2 separate regions of the Zea mays genome follow, and region 1 is linked to region 2. The links are chromatin contacts, called in public Hi-C maps. All regions are on one chromosome and are shown on one strand. Each heading gives the region's core, a stretch centred on a gene start, on an enhancer-like site or on the middle of the called end of the contact. The rest is flanking DNA. Distances are from core to core; before and after follow the strand shown. Region 1 holds the start of LOC103631778 (alanine--glyoxylate aminotransferase 2 homolog 1, mitochondrial). Region 2 holds the start of LOC100282269 (kelch motif family protein).

Region 1 (6,672 bases), core at 1,551-4,050, 180 kb before region 2:
CAGCATTTTTGTTAGTTTGTGCGCGCAATGCGGTAACTTGAAGTTTTTTTTTTCTGGACTTGAGAACTTTTCGAACCTGCATCGTCCTTCGAAAAGCACATCGGTGGTTTTATTCTGAAGACGTTACCATGCAGACCGCCCTTTCCAACTAGTACCCCGAGATCTGTTAACAAGTATTATGAAGCAAAAAACAAAAATGTCATGGCAAGTAGAGATCAATAAATATAAATAATCATGGTCATGGAGCAGGAAAAATGAGAGACGGCACCTCTGAGCTTCTCAAACAGTTCAATGGTTTCTGACTTGGCAGGGGTCTTCTCCTTTCTGTCCGTAACGAGTTCCACCCCAAGCATCAGTCCCCTTCCTCTAACATCACCTATGACTGGCAAGAGCAAGGCCAGGAGTAGCTGACTTAGGAAACATCTTTTTCTCAGAACAAATGGTTAGTGAAAAGGTTGGACAGCAGAAAGAGTAGACGAACAGAATCAAGGTAAGAAATTTTACTTTCGTGCTTCTCCTGAAGCGATTTTAGACGCTCCAACAAGTGAGATCCAACATCAGCACAATGTGCCTGGCGTTTCTCCTTGTCAAGAACCTTAAGCACAGCTAACCCACCAGCAGAACAAACTGGATTTCCACCAAATGTGTTAAATTGGATTTTTTGAGCTAACACACTTGCAATCTCAGGAGTTGTCACAACTGCCCCCAATGGTAGGCCATTGCCAATTCCCTGAAACCAGGGGGAACAAATTGTCACATCAGTATGGAAAGATGTTGCCACAAAAAAAAACAGAAGACATTTCCCCCAGGGTTGATTAGTACATGCTTGCATTTTAGAGTAGGAGATAGACCTTTGCCATGGTGACTATGTCAGGAATGACACCTTGTGTCTGGAATCCCCAGTAATGACTGCCAGTACGGCCAAAACCACTCTGGACTTCATCAGCAATACAAACGCCACCAGCCTTGCGCACAATGTCATAAGCTAACTTTAGGTATCCAGGAGCTAGTTCAACAGCACCTCCCACACCCTACAGCAGAGATGGTGTATCAACAAGATTGCGACAAGGATAAGTTATTTTGAATTGGGTTTATAAACAAAAGATACATATTATTTCAATTAGTTCTAGCATTTTATAAATGGTCTGTTCAAAGTTTATACTTGGAATGTTTCTGCAATGAAGCCTGCAACCCTTCCTGAACTTCCATAAGTTATGTGTTCTTCGACTTCCTTAGCATAAGCTGCAGCATCAGACCCGAAAGTCCCCCGATAAGGATCAGGGTTCATGACATGATGTATTTCACCCTGCAAAAATTCTTATGAGGCTATGATAGATGTAATAAAGAAATGGATACATTTTTGCTGGGTAGAACGGAGATAATTATTGATAACTAAGAATCTACTGCAGCAAACATGTGACTTTGAAAACATAACCAGTCAAATAATTTGATGAAAGCGCAATACACTGTACACATACCTGAGGAATTGGGTATTTCCACGTCTGCATACCAGTCAATCCAATCGTACCGGCACTTCCGCCATGATATGCATTTCTGAGCGCAACCATACTGAGATTCCCACTATACAGCCGGGCCATCAACATTGCCAACTCATTCGCTTCGGTCCCAGAATTCACAAAATACGCAACCTGCAGGATCCAAAAACATAAATGAAATGGTGCGTGTTATGACTGCACCCAGACAGACATTACTTTTACCTTGAGATTGCCAGGCATTTTGGAGGTGAGTGCCTCTGCAAACTCTACAATAGTGTGGTGCAAGTAAATGGTGGTTGTGTGCTGGAGCAACTTGGTCTGCTCCACCACAGCATTCACAATATCCGGATGGCAGTGGCCACACGACACTGTCACGATGCCCCCAAAGCAATCGAGATATCTCTTTCCATGCTCGTCATACAGGTACTGCATCTTCCCCTCCACAATGTTGAGCTGTGAACACAATTGAATAGCAAATTGTTTAGACAGACAGCATGCCAACGTCATTCTGTCACTGTTTCAAGTTTTTATAGAATAAGACTACACGGTGTGGTTGTGCAACAATGATTATTTAGCATGACCAGCTGTCCAGTTTCACCCGAAACATACACGGTGAATCTAAACCACCATATGCAAAACGCATAAAAAAATATTCTCCTAGCAAATTGGTGTCGCGCCAAAGAAGACGCTGCTTTGTGATGAAGGTCAAAAACACATGTTCACTGAACCCCACCTTTTTGGAACACTAATCTTATTTCATCGCACGGATAACAAAGACGAGCAGCGAGTGAGACGGATCTAATTAAGATCAACACTCCGAGGGTATACCGGCTTCTGGTAGTAATGGAAGAGAGACGGGCCGAGCACCGCCTTCCTCTTCTCGAAGATCTCGGCGCCACCCAGCCCGGCATATGGGCGGGGCCGGTAGTCGAACGGCGGCATCTCCGGCGGCGGCCGCGACGGTGCCCGATCAGCCGCCGCCTCGGACGAGACCAGCCGCCGCAGCATCTCCACCGGGCATCGCCGGCGGCTGGTGACGGCGCCACGGCGAAGCAGCGACGCGGCCATGGACGGACAACCAGGAGCGGAATATGAGCTCGCTAGGGCTGGCCGTCTGGTGATTAAACTGAGGAAGGAGAGATAAGGCAATGGAAGAAGGATTAAGCACGCAAGGGTAGGAAGGATTAGTGGCAGTGGGTGGGCAAAGGTCCAGATTCCGATAGGGACGCATCTTGATTCTCCTCGTGGGATCTTTATTTTATCTTCCTGACGTGGTGCGGCGTGTACTCGTCGCTCTGAAATGTGGGCCGACGAATCGGTTGGTGGCTATCTGGTGGGAGTGATGGCGTGTGCGAGTGGAGAGTCGTTTCGTGGGCCGTGACGAGGATATTCCTTAAACAATTTGTTACTCCCAAATTCTGGCTGATTTTAGCTTTTCACGGAAAATAGATTAACTCCCACCATATATGAATATATGATTGGTTGGAGAGTAAACTTGAATGTAATAGCTTTATTCTAGCTTTTTAAGAATGAAACTATTCTAATCCACGTTTGGTAAACGAAACATAATCACTCTATTTTTTTATTTAGTTAAAGAGTAAAGTAGAGTAAAGTTGTTTCGTGTTTTGTTTGGTTGGAGAACCATATGAATGTAGTGGAGAGGAGATTGCTTGCGTCCAGAAAAATGCACGTATCCGATCATTTTGGTGAAGTGAAAGCATTCAAATTATTTATGATAATTTTTCATATGAGACTCCAGAAGTCACTCCGCTCTTTTGTTAGGAATCAATCATACATAAAATAGAATGGAACCGCTCCATTCTTCTCCCGTGCGCAACCAAACGCACTTTATACTCGTGTTGATCAAACTTTCTTGGTTAGATTTATAAGAATACTAATAATATTTATGCCTTCAAATAAGTTTATAATAAAAATGGGTTCAAATATCTACCTAACAGTACTAATTATATACTACAAATATGAATGTTTTTTGTATATATTTGTTCCAAGCTAAAAATAGTCAACTTCTTAAAAAGTAAAAATAAAAAACACAACTATTTAGGATAGGGATAATAGATTTTATTATAAAACATACAGGAGATACAATTAAGATAACTTATAAATTATAAAGTTAAACGGGGGAGTACCTATCTTGATACAGCTCATGGTCCGTGACTATTTTTTCTACTACCTTTTTAGTGCCAAAGCGGTGGAGTGGGGGTTGGAGTCGAGGGAGAGGATGAGGAGGAGAAAATGTGTATGACTAATTATTTTAGTCAGCTTTTTCATGTCCTCTATCCAAGGGATGTGCAGCAGCTGTTGCAGGCTGTCCATCGTCCCTGCGTGATAACAGCTAAGAATGAGGGCCTCGTGCCGATTTTTAATAAGGGCAGTGTTGACGCCTTTTTGGAGGCGCCAATTACTCAAGAGAACCAGCGGCGGTGCTCTCTGCACAGGGGCGGACGGTCCGCGCGCGGGGGCCGGATGGTCCGCGGCCTGGTGCGAGGCGGCGGTGCTTTCTGGTCAGGCGCGGACGGTCCGCGGCACAGGGCCGGACGGTCCGCGACCTGGTGCAGGAGCCCGAGTTCCCTGCCTGACGGCCGGACGGTCCGCGCCCTAGGGCCGGACGGTCCGCGCGTGCGCAGGGGCGGCGGAAGACCGCCGACGGCGCCTGGATCTCACTCCCGGGAGGGACCCCGTCGGGGAGGAGAGATCCTAGGTGGTGTCTAGGCTCGGGCCGGCCGACCTAGACTCCTCTAATCGACGTAGAGTCGAAGAGAGACGAAGAATTGGGGATTGGAAGGCTAAAGCTAAACTAGACTAGAACTACTCCTAGGATAAAATGCGAAATAGAAGTTGTATTGATTCGATTGTTGATGATTACAAATCGGCCGTATACCTCTCTATTTATAGAGGAGGGGGGCTGGACCCTTTACAAACTAATTTCCGAGCTTATCCCATGATTTTAGCTAACAACCGTAGCACAAAACTCGGAACCCTAATCTGTTCTGCGCACGCGCGGACCGTCCGGCCCACAGGCGCGGACCGTCCGGACCGCGGACCGTCCGGCCTCAGGGCCGGACCGTCCGCGCTCAATTTTGGTTCGAACATATGCCCCCCTGCCTTTTGGTGGAGCTGAGCGAACCAAAAGCAACTAACTCGATGTTATCACATCGGTTTTCTTAGGCATCTTGCCACTTACTAGGATGGTACGCAGTGGCCTTGGTCTCGATGGTTGACTCAACGGACGTGATCCCTTTAGATTTGATCGAACTGTCAGTCCCAACATCGCCGAGCGTCATACTGGTCCTGACCCATTCGTCACCTTGCCTTCCTAATTCTCTAAGTGTTCTGGCATAGCTCCGTAGTCGACCAGGTCTTCTCCTTGCAGGTCGTCTTCCTCCATGGGCGTCGGTACGTCGTCGGAGGTGTCTTGGTGTAGTGCGGATGGTTCGGCCTCAGGGGTCGGATGGTCCGCGTCCTGTGCAGATGATCCGGCCTTTATAGCCGGACAGTCTACCATACCTGCAGAGAGATGCACAGTTGTTGTTTTATTTACTATCTTTGTGGCCGTTTGACTTTTCTCAACGGCCTTTGGTCTCCATCTCTTTTGCGGTGGCGGATACTGCGGATGCGTGTCATTGAATATTCTTTCTGCCTTTTTTTCCTGATTCTCCTTTGCTCTGAGGCGCTGTAATTTTCGTTTTTGCGATCGTGTCAATCCCGATGGACACCATCGGGGCATGGAGTATTTTGGATCGGCTATTTTATTGACAGTCGCACTTTCTTTTTTGTTTGTGTTGGCCGATTCACCAAAAATCATCGGCCCTTCGTTATTTTGTTGTACGACGACATCTGTCGCTCCTATTTTAATGACCTCTCCCTTTTTCGTACTGTTGGAGGTTATAGCTGTATGTCCCCCTGCCGGATTAGTCAGCCTTTGGGGCTGAGTTGTTCGGCAATCTTGCTGGGCCTGTGCTCGTGGACCAGATTGAGGGGCTCTCAATCGGTCTTGTACTGGAGGTGTCAACCTATTGAATACAGATGTTTGGGGTGCCCCCCAAGCGGGGTACTGTGGCATCCCAAATGGATATGGTGGCATGCCCCACATTTGATTTGGGACATATGGTGGAGGTATGTATGTGTATGGATATGGCATAGGTGGATATGGTGGTGGAGGTGTCCATGCAGGTACGTTAGGTCTTAATTGAACATTATGACCTTCCGTCCTTTCCGATTGGTGTGGTGGTCCAATCGGCCTAACCTGCCGTCGCACCTGGGTGGGTAAGCGAGGTCCCTTTGGTGGCCGGTCACTGGAGCCAGCCTTCTTTTTCACGTATTTAGACAATAATTGATCAAAGGTCGGGCTAGATTTTACCAACCGACCAGTTGCCTTGAATGTGTTAGTTTTCCACGTACCTATTTCTGGTCGTCGTGGTTTGAAGGTACGTGGTTGCCGCGGCTCTTTGACGTTGCCGGACCGTCCGTCGGAACGCTTCGGACCGTCCGGTGATGTTACGGACCGTCCGCGCCTAGACACCGGACCGTCCGCGATGCGTAGTATGGGTTCTCGCGCATATCCCCTTGTCTGTGCTTGCCCCCCAGCGCTGGAGTTTGTGATGGATACCTTCAGTGTCTCCCCTCCATCAGGAGTCTTCTCAGCCATCACTTTCCTGCAAGAAATTTTGTTGTTTCCATCGGCCTCCCGTGCGTTGCCGATGATGACTTCTTTGTCTTTGCCCTTATCGGCTGTGTTGGGCCGAATTAGGACCTTTTTGCCATTAAAGTCGATCACATTCATTGGGAAGGGCTCCGTGTCCTCCTGAAATTTCAATCGTCCCTCATTAATGGCCGATTGAATTTGTCGTCGGAACACATTACAATCATTAGTGGCATGTGAAAATGAGTTGTGCCACTTGCAGTATGCGCGACGCTTTAGTTCGTCGGCAGGTGGAACGATATAATCAATTTTAATGTTACCATTTTTTAGTAATTCATCGAATATCTTATCACATTTGCCGACATTAAATGTAAACTTAACCTACTCTTGTCGTTCCTTTTGAACTGACTGCAAGGAGTAGCAAGCCAAAGATTTGGCCTGCTCGGGCCAAACTATTTCGGCAGTGTAAACTTTCTTTGGTTCATCGTCCGAACTACTTTGATTGTGTTCTACTAT
Region 2 (5,783 bases), core at 2,645-5,144:
GACGGCTGTGCCAAGTCTACGCCAGCGCAGTGGCCGCACGGAACAGACTCGACTCGACACCAGAGCCGCACCGCAGCACAGCAGCGACGTACACGCAAATTATTGCGATCCTATTCCCAACGCAACGCATCCATTCCCCCCTTTTGCCAGACTGGGCATGTCCATCCTGTGCGTGAGGCTGACGCGTAGATAGATGGATGGATGGATAGATAGATAGAAAGACGGGGCACCCGGCTCCACGAGTCAAAGGAACAAGGCTTCACGCAACGCAACACACCAAGAACAATCCGCTGCTAGCTGCTAGGAGCACTTTCTCCACGCACAGCACACTTTTACCGGTCCTATGTAGACGGGGGACTGTGAGTGCAGTCGCTGCCGGATCCGTCGCCCCGCCCCCTCGTTCCAAGCAGCATGCACTAGAAATTTTCGGTCAGAGAGTTTAATAACGCTCGGCAACCTGTTATGGAAAAGGCGCCAGATTTAAGCAAGGCTGTGTTGACCTTCATAAGCGAACGTAAGCAAGCTTCTTAGCAATCGGTGCAGGGCATCACAAGAAGCAAAGCTACCAATCGGTGCAAGGCTAAGCGTCTTAGCATCCAACTCTGCTCGCGACAAAAAAAAAGAGCAAGCTTTGCTTCAGCAAATCACACTTGCTACTAGACCCTAGATAGGCAGCAGGACGGCACGCACTCAGAATGAATGAAAAAATGGGTCACTCGTAATTCTAGTATGTGCAGGAGATCTCGATCTGCGCCATATTTGAACGTCCCGTGTTACTGGCATAAGCCCCCAGAATGAATGAAAAAAAGGCATCTTACTCCCCACAAATGTTCTTTAGTCAGGCAACTGCTTCCCGTCTACAAGTAGCTAGATTAATCCGGAAAGTGTTCATTTGGTAACATAACCATACTTTTATTTTTATACGGCAAGCGCTACCATTTGAATTTACCCATCCCAAAGAAATCTGTATAGCTCACACATCCAAATTCGGACCGTCTCAGAAAAGGAGAACTGCAGAAGAGCACAATCGTAGGAGTTAGCAAGCTCCTGATGAACTCTTTGCATCCACTACTTCAGAATGACATCTAGCATGCGAAATTGCTAAAAACGGAGCGCGCGAAATCAAACAGCTTCATCATGGTTTTCACGGATCATTTTGTGGCACGTTAAGCGATGGTGGGTAACCATTATAAACTATAAACATCAAGAGTAGAACCATAGACTCCAGCTGAAGAAATACAGGCTATTGCAACATGGCTTCAGCACCAGCTTAGTGGCTCATAACATCATGAAAGATATGCACAGTTTGGAACATGCAAGATGAACGGAAAAGAAGTAGTAGCATTTCTTGACAGGTTCCTCATCAATAGATAAAAACCACCTCGAGGTTGTTTCTAGATTATTAATATGACATTTTTTTTGCACAGTCTCGTATCTTTGGAATCACGATCAGCTGATGAAAATGCAAAATGTAGGAATGGATTAGCAGGGAAACAGGAGTATTAGAACGTAATGGTTACATGAGACTGCTGACAATCAGCCGATGTCCAGTTAATTCCGGAACCGCGCAGACGGCAGAAATCGCTATGAAGAAGAATAAGGGCTGAAGCAATTGGACAGGCTGCTGCCTCTGTGCATAGATAGCATCCTTCATAAATACGAGGAAGTCCACTTCACTTGTATCTTTATTCAGTGGACTCAGCAACCCATCACGGCGCAGTTATACACGAAGTTCCCAGATGGCCGCCTGGCAATCAAATTCCACACGGGCGGCCGCTCATCTGGGATCCACGAGTTGAGCTCGATGGTACCACCGGTATAGGTCCTCGGACCTCCGATGACAATCAAGCGGTCACCGCACGCTCGGAAGGCAAGCCCCCACCCATTCATTGACACGGACCGCTCAGGCAGTTTTCCGAGGGTGATCCACCTGTTGTTCTTCTTGTCATACTTCTTGAGATCCTTCTCGCCGTAATCGGCGGCGTAGAGCTCGTTGCTGACAACCGCAATAAGGGGAGGAGCACCGGTCACTCCATTGAGGCCTCCAGACATGTTCTCGATTGTCCTCCAAGAACCCCTCTTCAAGTCGTACTCCTCCCCGCAGGTCAGCACTCTGTTGCTGTTGGCCACACCACCTATCACGTAGAACTTGCCATCCATGAACACCCCAGAACACATCTTCCTCGCCGTGTTCATGCTCGGGAGGGGCGTCCAGGTATGTGTCTCAGAGTCATACATCTCTGCAGAGCTCAGTATGTTGCCGACACAATCAGTGCCTCCGGCGACGAAGGCCTTCCCGCCGACACTCGTTGACCCGAACAGGCACCGCGGAGAGTTCATCGGATCAGCCCTGCTCCATGAGTTGGTCAGGATGCTGTATCGGAAGACGATACGCGCCATCCCGAACACAAGCAGCTCAGTGCCCACCGCAAGCGATTCCTTGTCGGAGCACTTGAAGCATTCATCAGGCGGCATCTTGGGCACTTGGATCCACCGCTCCCGGTATGGGTCGTAGGCATCCCATTCGAGAACGTTGCAGGAGAAGTAGACCCAATGCTCGGCCACCCCGTTCTGGCGCCGCAGCCGGTAGATCTCCCCGCTGCGGACCATGGAGCGGAAGTCCCGGCTGAGGGAGGCCACCGAGCCGTAGTCGGACCGAGATAGCCGGAGGAGGCAATTGAGGGTCAGGTCACGACCGATCGAAGTCATGGGGTTGCTCCCGGTGATCCGCTGCTCTCCGGAACCGGTTGCGTGGCGGTTGGAGCCGTGGCCCTCGCAGATGTCCGGCGTGTGCGGCTGCGGAGATGGCGGCTTGCTGCGCTTGCCGCCGCTGCCAGTTTCGTCCGGGTCTTCGACCTCGACGTCATCTTCCGGCGCCGGGCGCTTGCCGCTGAGGACCGCGTGGGCGAGGTACTCCCACTCCGCCTCCGGCTCGCAGGAGCTCGGCACGGAGCGTGACACAAGGTAGGACTTCCCTTCCAGCATCATGCCTTCTCCCCCAAAAATCTTTCTATTCTTGCTTTATTTGCTCCTCCTAATCTGAGATCGATCCAGGGGAAAAAAAGTTGAAATCTTATCTTGCTTAGCAATATCGTTGTTGCGATCTGCAGGCGACATAATCGAATAGAAAAAAAAATAAGCGGGGATGATATCAACGGGAACAAAGGGATCAAGAACAGGTGAAGACGTGAGATCTGGGGAGCACGAACCTCGTGAATAAAACAGGCACAAAAATCTAATCTTGCAGCGCGAACCCGACCGATCTCACCAAATCTGTGAAGAAGAAAACAAAAAAAAAAAACAAAATCTCTTTCTCAGCTCGGCGATAAGTCGGATGACAGGAATCCGGGCCAGCCAAGCAAGACGCCAAAATAAGGAAAAGGAGGTCACCTTAAACCAAATCCATGGCAGATTGCGGGCACCAAATCTGCGTTCAAAGATCGCGCACTGGAGCCCAATCAGAGGTCCTGGCCGCCACTCCACCCCCGAGAAATCCCCTCCGGTTCCCGGTCCTCCCCTCGCCCCCTACCGATGCGCGAGGATTTATACCTGTAGAGCTAGATAGATGGATAGACGGATGGCTGGCTCTATCTTCTGATGCCACTTGGTTACAACTGCCGCTTCTAATGCTTCTGGCCTCTGCTGCAGCCTCTGCTGTCTCCCTCGACCTCCCTCTCTCGTAGCGTGCTCCTCTGCTCCCCCCTCTCTCTCTTTCTCTCGTGTAGGGCTTGGGGAAATGGGACTCTCCCCTCCTTCACTCCCGCTTTCGCTTGGCAAGTGGTGGCCGGTGGGGAAGGGGCATGGGAACCCTATCGAATTTCTCTCTCCTGCTCTGCCCTGCCCCTCTCTCTCCTCCCTTTCGCTTTTGTGTGCGTCCGTCTGTTTTGGCTCGTCGGAATTGGAAGCCGCGCAGGGCTCAGAAATAGAAAAGGGCAGGAGCGGCCACCGTCCCAGCTCACCTGAGGCTGACGTGGATTACTCTGCCCTTCGCATCTTCTGCTGCGCTCTCGCACTGTACAGCCCCCATCGACTTTACTTACGTTCACCAAAAACAGCCGACCTTTATTTAAAAAAAATGGTCAAATAGAATAACTCCATGAAATCTAGATTCATCAAATTGATGAATATAATAATGATCAGATTAAAACTCTTCAAATGATACTTCACCAACTCTATGAATCTCTTCCCTCTCTCTCTCTCTCTCTCCATGGATCCTCCCTCGACCGATCGCGTCCTCTCCCTCATCCGTCAGAGTCCGTGCCCCGCCACTGCCCTGCCTCTCACGATGGATTTCAGATTCATGCTGCAATGAATTTTAAGATCTAGATTTAATTTTTCGCTCATGACATGAGGTTGTCCCAGTTTTACTCCCTACCCTCGACACAAAATCGGACTGAAAAGGTGGTTGACGACCGGCCGGTTATATATATAACTTGTTCAGGTATTAGCAATGCAAGTTAACAAACAAACACATGCCACGTATCCTTTCAATTTCTTTTCATCGATCGGATGCTGATTGCCAGCCGTAGAACCTTTTTTTTATGTGAACTAGAGTACAGTATTCTGCCACGACGCTGCCACAAATATAAACAAATGCTTCCTATTTGCCGGTCGTTGTCTTCGTTATTCGTCATCGTTGCAGGCTATAGATGGAGGGGAGTGTATATATATACACGTACAACCACCGGCTTAAAGTCAATTCAACCACTATTCCGATTTAAAATGTGTACAGATAATCAGTGCATTGATTATGAGCGTGAAGACATAATGGAGTGGCCCTGCAAAGAATCTTCAATGGCTTCTCTTTTCTAGTTTCTAGGTCAAGTAATCGTTCTCTTTTGCATACTACGCCAGTACGTACGTATGTACGTACATACAACGCCCAGTCGCCCCTATCGTGGCCTCCATACGGAAAAAAAGTGTCCTTAATCACTGTACACATCTGCAACTGAGCACGGATACGGATGTAAAAAAAAGTGCCCTTAATTACTATGCTTTATCTTTTATCTGTATCGGTTCGGTTGCTGGTATTTTTCTCTTCTTATTCTACTTGCATGCGCATGCTGCTCAAGATGAATTTGTTTTTTCAGTGACACGATTGTGTGTGTGAGCCAGGCTGCGGATGCAACCTTCTTTCGCGTTGCATTAGGCGTCTCCTGAAACAATGTGGTGGTGCTGCAGGAGCATAGTACATGTTCCACACCGAATACGTGGCGGCACCAAATCCTTGCACAGATTAAGGGGCGACAATCTTGCGCGGGTGCTCTAACAAGGATTAGTGGGAGTGTCGATTCTCATACCTCAAGCAAATATTGTCGTGTTTCTAACCCTTCTTTACTTTGAGTATATATTTGAACATTCAATACTTGCCTTTACATTATTAGAATTTTTGTGCTAGAATAGAACAGTAGCTAATTTGAACTGTTAGAGCAACTGAAAAAACTTTTGATTTAGAACAACTGAAAATTCCATATTGTATATCTGGTGGTGGGAAAAAATAATACTCATCAAGATGTCAGAAAGGTCGTGGAGGAAAAATATCGCCTGGTGGCAAACAACCGTACATAGCCTAAGGACTGATTTGGTGATCAGTGATCCCGAGTGGATCCATGGGGAGAAATTCCCTTGCAATTTAATTTTGAATAACAAGGGAATTACTACCCCATAGATCCCCTCGGGATCCCTAACCAGCAAATCAGCCCTAAGTTTGTTAACAAAATTGAAGGCATGGAGTGTCATGAAAACAATTTGTCTCTTTTGCCACGCTGCTGGCGACTGTGCCC

What was found. Hi-C and Micro-C count contacts between places; a contact is called where the count stands out from the background.
Region 1: a contact with region 2 is called in a Hi-C map of endosperm, with 2.4 times the contacts expected there. The contact joins the promoter of LOC103631778 here to the promoter of LOC100282269 in region 2. A contact is called at or near these places in 6 of 25 Hi-C or Micro-C datasets (bundle sheath, ear, endosperm and 2 more).

What each region holds. Positions count from the first base shown.
Region 1 is chr1:15,473,626-15,480,297 of Zm-B73-REFERENCE-NAM-5.0, reverse strand. LOC103631778 (alanine--glyoxylate aminotransferase 2 homolog 1, mitochondrial) reads right to left here and starts at 2,800. Exons shown (of 9, transcript XM_008653260.3): 1 at 2,325-2,800; 2 at 1,719-1,949; 3 at 1,479-1,649; 4 at 1,163-1,306; 5 at 852-1,031; 6 at 505-730; 7 at 269-382; 8 at 77-163. The coding sequence starts at 2,564.
Region 2 is chr1:15,293,587-15,299,369 of Zm-B73-REFERENCE-NAM-5.0, reverse strand. It overlaps LOC100282269 (kelch motif family protein), which reads right to left and starts at 3,894. Exons shown (of 3, transcript NM_001412099.1): 1 at 3,391-3,894; 2 at 3,210-3,273; 3 at 1,399-3,104. The coding sequence starts at 2,988. The coding sequence ends at 1,699.